Regions from separate parts of the Zea mays genome. Here region 1 is linked to region 2. A link is a contact called in public Hi-C data. All regions are on one chromosome and are shown on one strand. Each heading gives the region's core, a stretch centred on a gene start, on an enhancer-like site or on the middle of the called end of the contact. The rest is flanking DNA. Distances are from core to core; before and after follow the strand shown.

Region 1 (4,981 bases), core at 1,115-3,614, 77 kb after region 2:
CCTGCGCCAAAGGCCAACAACAGCAGGAAGGCGGTGGTGCCTGGGATGACTGGGTACGAGCTGCTCAAGCGTGTCAAGGAGTCGACGGCGCTCAGGGACATCCTCGTCGTCATCATGTCGTCGGAGAATAAGCCCACCCGCTGTCTGGAGGAGTTCGACCCGCGCCTCGCCGTAATTTAGGCCCTATTCATCGTTACGAAATAAATTGATGATGTACGCTAAAATTTTTACCCTTTTACGCTGTTTTGGTTCACGTTTTATGCTGAAATTTGACCGAGCCAGAATCCATGCACGATCGCTGTTACGAAACAGGTCTATAATTTACGTAAATTTCGTATTCATTTATGATATTTCGGATCACGTTTTATGATTAAATCCACCCGAGCCAGAACCCTAGCACGATCGGCTGCACGCGATTTTCACGCCGTAATTTTGGGCCCCGTTTGCTGTTACAAAACATATATATGATTTACGCTAAATTTTGTATTCATTTACGTTGTTTTAGCTCACGTTTTACGCTGAAATCAGCCCGAGCCAGAACCCGCGCACGATCGGCTGCACACGATTTTCACGCCGTAATTTTGGGCTCTGTTTGCTGTTACAAGACAGATATAGGATTTACGCTAAATTTCGTACTCATTTACGTTGTTTTAGCTCACGTTTTACGCTGGAATCGGCCCGAGACAGGACACAGGTGCTGGGTCGACCTCATTTACGTTGTTTTAGCTCACGTTTTACGCTGGAATCGGCCCGAGCCAGGACACAGGTGCTGGGTCGACCACGTCCTGACTGAGGCTTCCATTAGTAGGGGAAGCACAGGGCTGTCATTACCTCTTCCATATATATATATATATATATATATATATATATATATATATATATATATATACTATATTTAAAGCACCAGTTTCAACAGTCGTCATGCGTCATTTTTTTTACAAATAACTCCTCACAGCTATTTCAAATTAATCTGTTGCACATCTATAAATGTCAAACGACGCTCGACACGGGCTAGATGCACGCGGGCCACAACTATGACACAGACACGTCATGTCGGCCTGCTAACTGTGTCGGGCCAGCCCGTTAGCCCGTCGATCCATTTAATTAAATCGACGTAAAATGTTAAAAAATAGTGTAGAAGGTGAGGTTCGAACCCATGGCCTGATGAAAAAAGGGCATGAGACACTAGGTGAAACTGTCTAACCAGTAGAATATCACGCTAAAATGTTTTTAATATTGAATATAAATTGTATATAGGTATATACGTTTTTTTGTAAAATAAAAAAATAATCGTGTCAGCCCGGGCCAGCACTACGGGTCGAGGCTACAGCCCAAGCACGGCACAACGTTCTTGGCTCTTGCAAACATTAGGTCGTTTATGAGACCATATTGGCGCAATGGACTACATGGTGTTTGAGGTTGCTGAATTGGATGGAGCAGCAATGATTTGTCACACTAATAGCAGAATGAAAGGTTATTTGATGGTTTTAAATATTAGTAATTGCTACGAAATAGCATAATTTATATATAGCGCATACAGTTTTTATTTATGCCTGACTTTAGCAATCACTCTATATTTTGATCTATCTTTTTTTATAAGTTTGACTTTATGGGACTTATTTTAGAAACTTGATCTCATAAACTATCTCTTATTTGGTCTCTGTATGATGGAATTATGTCATTTTATAATCATTGTTCATTCAATCAATCATTGTGAACTCTCTTCTAATCGCTCACTTCATTGGTCGTGTTGTACCAAGACATATTGCATGGAGTAAACAATAACATCAGTTAGCCAAATCAAAAAATATATTATACAGAGAGCGAAGACAATAAATAAAAAATCTTGAATTTTTTTGATAGATAGTTTACGTGGGTATTATTGTAAGCCGTCGCAACGCACGGGCAACCGACTATATATATATATATATATATATATATATATATATATATATATATATATATATATATATATATATATATATATATATATATATATATATATATATATATATATATATATATATATATATATATATATATAGACACACACACACGGATGCCTCAAGCCCTCAACCATGCATGAAAAACTATGACTCGAACTAAATATGTGATCCTTAGCCTATATGCTATGAAAATCTTATCATTTTTTTTCAAACTTAATCATCATTTTTCGGTGAATATGGCTCGAGGAACAACAACTTTCGGCCGAGAAATCCAAATCTCGTTTTCTAAATTTTAAAATCAAACTGGCGGAGAAACTCAAAATTCAACGGTTTTCCGGCGATTTCTCGTTTCCGGTTAACACCGAAAAATTAATAAAAACGAGATAGTTAACGCCGCTCATGATCTAGATTGCTTCTCACCTTGACACTAGCCAAATCAAAATCCAGAACATTTTTGAAAAGAAAATGATATGAAACCCACAGCATAATATCCGTCCACGGTCCACCTGGCCCAATTATCGCACCTCATCCACACACCAGACCTCCGCCGCTCTTCGCCGTCAGCCCTCGCCTCCCCGTCACAACTCACAACCGTCGCCCCGCTTCTCCCCGCCCGATTTCCCAGATCCTTAATAACGTTCATGGCCTCCGTCTCCCCCGCGGCGGCCGCCGCCGCGGTCTCAGGCTCTCACCACGGTCGCCTCCTCCTCCCATCCTCCCCGCGCCGCCTCCCCCGGCCCCGCCCGCGCCTCCGCTTCGCCTCCTGCCACGCCGACACCCTCCTCCCCTCGTCATCATCGGAGGTCCGCACACCGCTGGTACCCGCGGTAGAGCCTTCCTCCGAATCTTCCACCGACTGCTTCGTCGACTGGCTGCGCGCGCGCGGCCTTCCCCCGGGCAAAGTGGACATCCGGGAGCGGCCGGTGCCCTGCTTGCGTGACGGCAAGGACCGGCCGCTGCGCTACGTCGCCGCCGGCGTCGACCTCCAGGTTGACGTGGCAGCAAGTGATTTTTCTTTCCTGCAGTAATGACGGTATCATGACCTGGATTTTGTTGGTTGGCTCTTTTGTGGCGCAGGAGGGAGATGTGGCGTTCGAGGTGCCAATGTCCCTCGTCGTCACGCTGGAGCGGGTGCTCGGGGACGAATCAATAGGTGAGATAGCATGTGGCTCTTGTAATATATATTATATTCAGTTCTATCACTCCTAGGAATTACTGAATTTGGGAGTTACATTTCGTGGCCGTACATTGGGCTAGTGAGATAATTGTTATCTATAGGTCTAGCTAACAATTAGGTAGTCTATTATATATAGCTGTTAGGATCCAAAAGAGATAATATTAGCAGCTAACTACTATCTATAGAGATCCAAACAGGGCCTTAGTATCTGAATAAGTCAATAATTGAGCTGTTCCACATTTTTCTGCTAATCGCGAACATACTTTGCTCTAAGTTTATGTGGCCTGCTCATTCCTGTCTTACTCTTGAGTAGATGCCCTGAACACGGGTCTATTGATTTTCAACATTTAGCGGCATGTGCTCATTCCTGTCTTACTCTTGAGTAGATGCCCTATTGTTTTTCAACATTTAGAGCATCTCCAACAATGCCTCAAACTAGTGCCTTAAATTGAAATATAGGGCTCTACACAGAAAAAACTACTCCAACAGTGCCCAATTTCATAAAATTTTGTCAAAAAACTATAGGGCATCCTCTCAAGTGACTCAAATATACTACACCGTAGTGGGCTGCCGTATAATCTAGATTTGGGGCTTTACTGTTGGAGCGGGGTGTTTTATTGGTGCCCTAAATTCTATAAAATATACTCATTTTCAAATTATAGGGCATTTTTATAGGTCACGTTGTTGGAGATGCTCTTAGAGGCATGTTTGTACTCCCTCCGTCCCATAATATAAGGCGTAATCACTTTTGTTTCTGTCCCATAATATAAGGTGTGCTCTTTCGAGACACACGTACATCGATACAGTGGTATAGAGAGAATTAAATACTTTTCTTGGTCTTTGAATTAAAGGTGTTTACGCCTTATATACTGATACGGGTACAAATAGCATAAAGAAATGTAACCAACGTTTATTGGAAAAAGCAACACCAAAGATTTGGGACCAAAAGCGGTTAGCAGTGACCATTGAATAAGTTTCTTCAGCTTGAGTTGGGTTAAAAGCACGGAAGGTATTTGCACCATCGCCATCTTCGAATAGAGTGTTTTCTACGGTAGCCCCGTGGATAGCGCATAGCAGAGCTGCGCCTAATACTCCGGCAACTCCCATCATATGAAATGGGTTCAACGTCCAATTATGAAATCCTTGGAAGAAAAGGATGAACCGAAATATAGCTGCTACGCCAAAACTCGGCGCAAAGAACCAACCAGATTGTCCCAGTGGATAAATAAGGAATACAGAAACAAAAACAGCGAGAGGGAGTAATAATCAAGATACAAGAGGAATTGCTTTAGACTTTTAGGCCTTTCCCCGAAATACAGGCTGCTTGTCCCATTCTCATGTACTGCATTATTATGTCCAAGCTTTTGGGTGTGCCTTTGTGTTATTTAGCATTCTAGTTTGCAGCCACTAGCATCATGTATGCGCACTATTTAGGTCAGATTCAAGTGCTTGTACAAAGTAAGAAAGAGGAGAGCAGGAGGCATTAGGTCGTACCTATAACTTGACATCCGTGGAAACATCTATCATGTCTCAAAATTTTGTACCTTGGAACTTGGAAGCTGATTAGGAATACATAACAACTTTACCTCTTTTTTCCTGTTTCAGTTTTCATAGTTTTTTTTCATGTCATTGTGTTTGTTGTTTGCATTTTTCGTTAGGATGTTTTGTTATTAGTCAAGATTGCAGGTTGTCGAAGCAGCATTAAAAATCGATTTTTATTTCTGTTTCATCCTTGTAAATGCATTTGTGCTTGTATATTTTGCCGGTGTGATGTGTGCAATCCACTGCTGATTCTAAAAAACTCAGCCGGTAGGGGAAAGACCGTCATTATATTAAGAAGAAGGTCAATTGGAGCCCC
Region 2 (4,851 bases), core at 712-3,211:
TACTCAAGGAAGCAGTGCGGATAGCTGAGGCATATGGGTTGCAACGAACTGAGGTCTCTCTCACACATCTGAGCTTATATTTTTGTTTTCTTTATATGTAAATTTCTAGCGAAAGGGCCTCTACTTGAGTTGGTTAGGTGGTCTGATTAGCACTCCTCAGGTCGTGGGTTCGACTCCCCGTGGGAGCGAATTTCAGGCTGTGGTTACAAAATCACCTCGTCTATCCCACACCAAAGCACAGGTCTAAGGTCTCGCCCCGGTCGCGGTTGTTCTCACATGGGCTACGGTTCCGCTGTGTATGGGTGGGGCAAGGGTTCGGGGGGTTTAGTGACCTGCGTTAGAAGGTCTTTTTCTTAATATAATGCCGTGGAAGCGGTCTTACCCCCGCAGGTCGAGTTTTTTTATATGTAAATTTCTCACCTGCAGTTTTGTCTCATGATGTTTTACAATCTCATATGGTTGCTTGGATTTTTAGGTGCTTTTACGATTTCTCGCCTGCAGTCTTGTGTCTGAATACTGGGATAACAATGATATTCTGAACGAAATTTCTGAATTCCGGGAGGATATTGTCAGCTCAGCTAAGGGTGTGATCGATATGATATATTCAGATGTCTATCTGGAGATAGATGGGTATAATAAACAACGTCTTTCTTACATTTACGGCATTCTTTCAGCATGTCATTCATATCTGAAGAGGACCAATGAGATAGAATTGAGATACCCAGTGCATGTGCATACCCATAAGCTTGAACCATTTCAGTACTATAAGGTACTTGAGGAAGAGTGCAAGAAAGTCTGCTTCATTGATGGCTTGAACTTTAAAAACATTGCTGGACTGGATAATCTGAACTTTGAGCATTTCAATGACGAAGTATGCAAGAATATCCATGCCTCCACCGTCACTGCTATAGCCGATATGGTACAGTCTCTTGTGAGTATGTATGTTGATGTACTGGCCAAGGGACTCATATCACAACAAGGTGTTTACAAGCACTATGTTCTGGGGTTGCTGGCATCACTTGAAGGCCGCAGTGAAGCACAATCGAACAACACAGATTATGAAAAGTTGCAGGCTTCCCTATGCGAATTTGAGTTGAACTATGATAGTTGCAGGGAGTACATCCAAGCTCTTCCAGCCACAGATATTTCATATATTGTAAGAAGGTATTGCACCCTTTGCTTTCCATCTAACTTAGCACGAAGCCATCCACAGGAACCTTCATGGAGGAAACCTCTTGCCACGCTACTAGAATTTTGGTCTAAAGTTGTTGATGACATACCGGGGGATTCAATTGATGCTTGCTCATATGGAAGAACAGACTACTTAAATTCAAATAGGTTATCTCTGTGCATGAGAGCTTTCAGGCAGCTATTAATAATTGATGAGATAGCACTGCACCAAGGTTGGGATGCCATTTCCATGTATGTAAAAGATTGCCTTAGAAATGGAAAGATGATGGAAACACCATGCTTTTGTCGAGCTATGATTCTATCAGGCTGCAGTTTTGAATCTGTAGTTGAAGTATACTTTGGAGGACAAGGACAGTTAGGGAGTGAGAATGCAGATCCAAGCAATTATTTGGACCTCTTAGAACTTTATAATGCTGCTACAGAAAAGTGTTTGTCGGATTTGAGTGAGGAATCTTGCGAATATCGAATATTGCTTCATAATTTGCTGTCATCTTTGAGCCGGTCAACGGGAAAACATGCTGGTGCTCTAGAAATGGTCAGATCTGGTGTTTGGGGGAAGTTAATCCGCTATTCGGAAGACATGCAGCTAGAGAGCCAATTACGAGTCTATGCACTACAGCTGATGCAATGTATCACAGGAAGAAACCTTAAATCTCTTCCAAATGAAATGGTGTGTCAGGTTGAGCCATGGGAATCATGGTATGAGCATGGAGCGGGTGCTGCCATAGCTGATGAGAGTATCAACTCCTCTAGCAGCATCACAGGGACTCTTGTCGCACTTAGATCTACTCAGATGGTCGCTGCAGTTCTGCCTGACGCTAATATCACTCCAGAAAACCTAGCAACTCTTGACTCTGCAGTATCTTGTTTTTTAAAATTGTCAGAACGTGCTTCTGGTGTGAGCGTTGCTGTTTTTGAAGCAGTGCTAGAAGAGTGGGAGCAATTGTTCTCCCCCAAAGAAGAGCATGTTGCACCTCATGAATCACCAAAAGAAACAAGTGACTGGAGTGATGGATGGGATGATGGCTGGGAGGCGCTACCGGAAGAGTTGGAGAGTCCAAAGAATAAACAAGAGGGTGTGTTGTTATCTGTGCATCCCCTCCACAGTTGCTGGATGGAGATTATCAGAAAACGTGTTGAACTTGGTGAGCTGCACAAGGTACTTGAACTTCTAGACCGAGCATCTTTGAAACACAGCGTGTTCCTAGAGGAAGAAGAAGCACACAGCTTGGTTGAACTTGTATCTGCTCTGGACTGCTTCATGGCCCTTAAAACTGTGTTGCTACTCCCATATGAATCTCTGAGACTGCAGTGCCTGCAGATGGTGGAGGTGAAAATGAGGGAAGGAATCGTGTCCACCTCATCAAATGCTGATGATCAGGAGCTCCTTGCCTTGGTTCTTTCCTCTGGAACTATGCAGAAGATCATCACAGAAGAGGCATACTCTAAATTTTTCTCTTACATATGCCATCTTGTCGGGCACCTTGCAAGGTCATTCCAGACTGATCTCCTCGTACAATGGAACGAAGCAACATCTAAGATCAACAGATCTTTACTGTTCGCTAGAGTTCTGTTTCCATGTTTTGTATCTGAACTGGTCCTCGGAGGGCAGTATCTTCTGGCTGGGTTCGTCATCTCGAGATGGATGCACACACATCCATCTCTGGGCCTGATGGATATCACCGAGACCAGTGTGCGATGCTTCCTTCAAGGCCAGGTTGCCCAACTTGATGAGGTGGGAGGGAGCGATGCTGCTCTCACTGACGGTGAAGTTTGTGTAAGGCACACAATCTCCACCCTACAGCCGAAACTTGTTTCTCTTCTGCAGTCTGCATTAGCTCTTTCGAACAAAGAGTTGTAGGCAAAGTCCTGTGTAGTTAACTTTTACACTCTTGCTGTACTACCGGTGTACCTGTAACATAAAATGTTTTTTTAGATAATGGTAAAAGTGAATGGTGGAAGATTTCATATTGTTATCCCAAAACTACAAAGTTCTTTAGGTTCAGAAACACAACCACCTAAAAACAACTACATCCCCCAACCTTCAACCAAACAAACAACACAAGCCCACATAGGCTGCAGAGCATGTTTACACATTTAGGGCTTGTTCGTTTTGGTGATAATCTACATGTATTGGGTGGGATTGAGCCGGTTTAAATCCATAACAAGTCAAAATCCACCCCAATCCCACCCAATACACTCCAATACACATGTAATATCAATAACCGAACAAGCCCTTAAAGTACTTTATTACAGACTATGGCCCGGCAAACAGCACACAGGCTAAAGAAGAAGGGTTAATTATATTTGTGTCATTACAATTTTCTACGTTTTGATACGTGTCACTAAACTTCTTAAACTTGCACATATGCCATTCAACTTCTATTCAACTCTGAAATACGCTATTTCAGATTTCCTTTTTTATCCTTGTTTGTCCAAACATATCCACCAGTACATTAACTGTGCAGCTTCTAGCGAAGGGTGGGGCATAGCTCCGGCGGGCGTGCAGCTCCGGTGGCGGCTGCTAGGGTTATGGGAGTAGGTTTGGAGAGACGAAAAGTCATAGAGGAGGGGGCGGTTCGGGCGGGCAGGGGGGGAGGGGCAGGCGCTCGACTGGCTTGGCTCGAGAGGGGCTTGCAGCGCACGACAGGTAAGTTGCCCGCGCCCAAGGCTCATGCGGAGGAGGGGGGCACGGCTAGGGTCGAACGGTCGCCCGCCGCGCCGTAGGCAGGGGAGGGGAGAGGGGAGAGAAAGGGGGTGGGCGACGCAGGGGAGGGGTCGGCCGGGGAGGGGCTGCCACAAAACAGTGAAGAAAATGAAGCACAAGGATCCCAAATCATGTTGGTTGCTCACCACAGAAGAAGACCATCGCTGGAGCTGAGGAGAAATCCGTTGATTGACGACGAACCGAAAGCACCAAAACGACGCCCTCGATGAGACGAACGCAGCGGTCCTCTCGGATTTTGCCAACGACACACGTATTGAAAGTAATTGATCGCCGGAGTTAGAACCGCCACGAACTTCGGCGAGCAATTCCGGGAGTTGTGGATCGAATCCAGAGAAACTGTTTTGATATTTGGAAAGGGCTCAGCGAGAGAGTTCCAGCCACATATATTCCTAGGGTTTGGACGAAACGAAATTCGGGTCAAATTCGGATTTTAGCGTTTATTAGTTCTAGAAAATGCAAAATTCGTTTTAATTCTCAAAATATTGTAGAACCTTCCAAATATTCCAGGAAAATTCCTAGGAATGTTTTGGGATCCAATGAACTCAAAAAAACATATTTGGAGCTTTTGAAAATGTTTTTAAGTACCTCAAATAAATAGATGGTATATTCCAATATTCTCGGAAAATAGAAAAATATTCCAATATTTACGGAAAGCTTCTACATGGTATATTAACATGTTTCAAACACCTTTAGCACTTAGAAACACTATACAACGACATGGATGCAACAATTAAAGCACCTCTAGGGCTCACTTCACTAGGCTTACACCAACATATAACAAAATAACTCTCCATTATTTTATAAAAAAGAAAAGAAAAGCAAGGAAAAGAGTGAGTAACACCTAAATTTTGAGTGAGCAAAGAAATTTTTATACCCCAAAATTTAGGGGGTTACAACTTTGTATTGGTGGCTATAGATTACTTCACTAAATC

What was found. Hi-C and Micro-C count contacts between places; a contact is called where the count stands out from the background.
Region 1: a contact with region 2 is called in a Hi-C map of endosperm, with 2.2 times the contacts expected there. The contact joins the promoter of LOC103636117 here to the enhancer-like site in region 2. A contact is called at or near these places in 9 of 25 Hi-C or Micro-C datasets (ear, endosperm, leaf and 3 more).

The regions. Positions count from the first base shown.
Region 1 is chr8:150,285,611-150,290,591 of Zm-B73-REFERENCE-NAM-5.0, forward strand. It overlaps LOC103636117 (fructose-bisphosphate aldolase-lysine N-methyltransferase, chloroplastic), which reads left to right and starts at 2,365. Exons shown (of 13, transcript XR_002264166.2): 1 at 2,365-2,935; 2 at 3,024-3,099.
Region 2 is chr8:150,209,085-150,213,935 of Zm-B73-REFERENCE-NAM-5.0, forward strand. It overlaps LOC100193870 (MAG2-interacting protein 2), which reads left to right. Exons shown (of 11, transcript NM_001359312.1): 10 at 1-53; 11 at 476-3,152. The coding sequence ends at 3,052. Among protein-coding and RNA genes, the nearest start is that of LOC100193870, 14 kb to the left of the region's middle. Within about 2 kb of position 1,962, at least 2 of the 20 cell types and tissues checked have an H3K27ac peak or open chromatin away from gene starts, as enhancers often do. A contact at or near this core is called in endosperm and root tip, where this site is marked.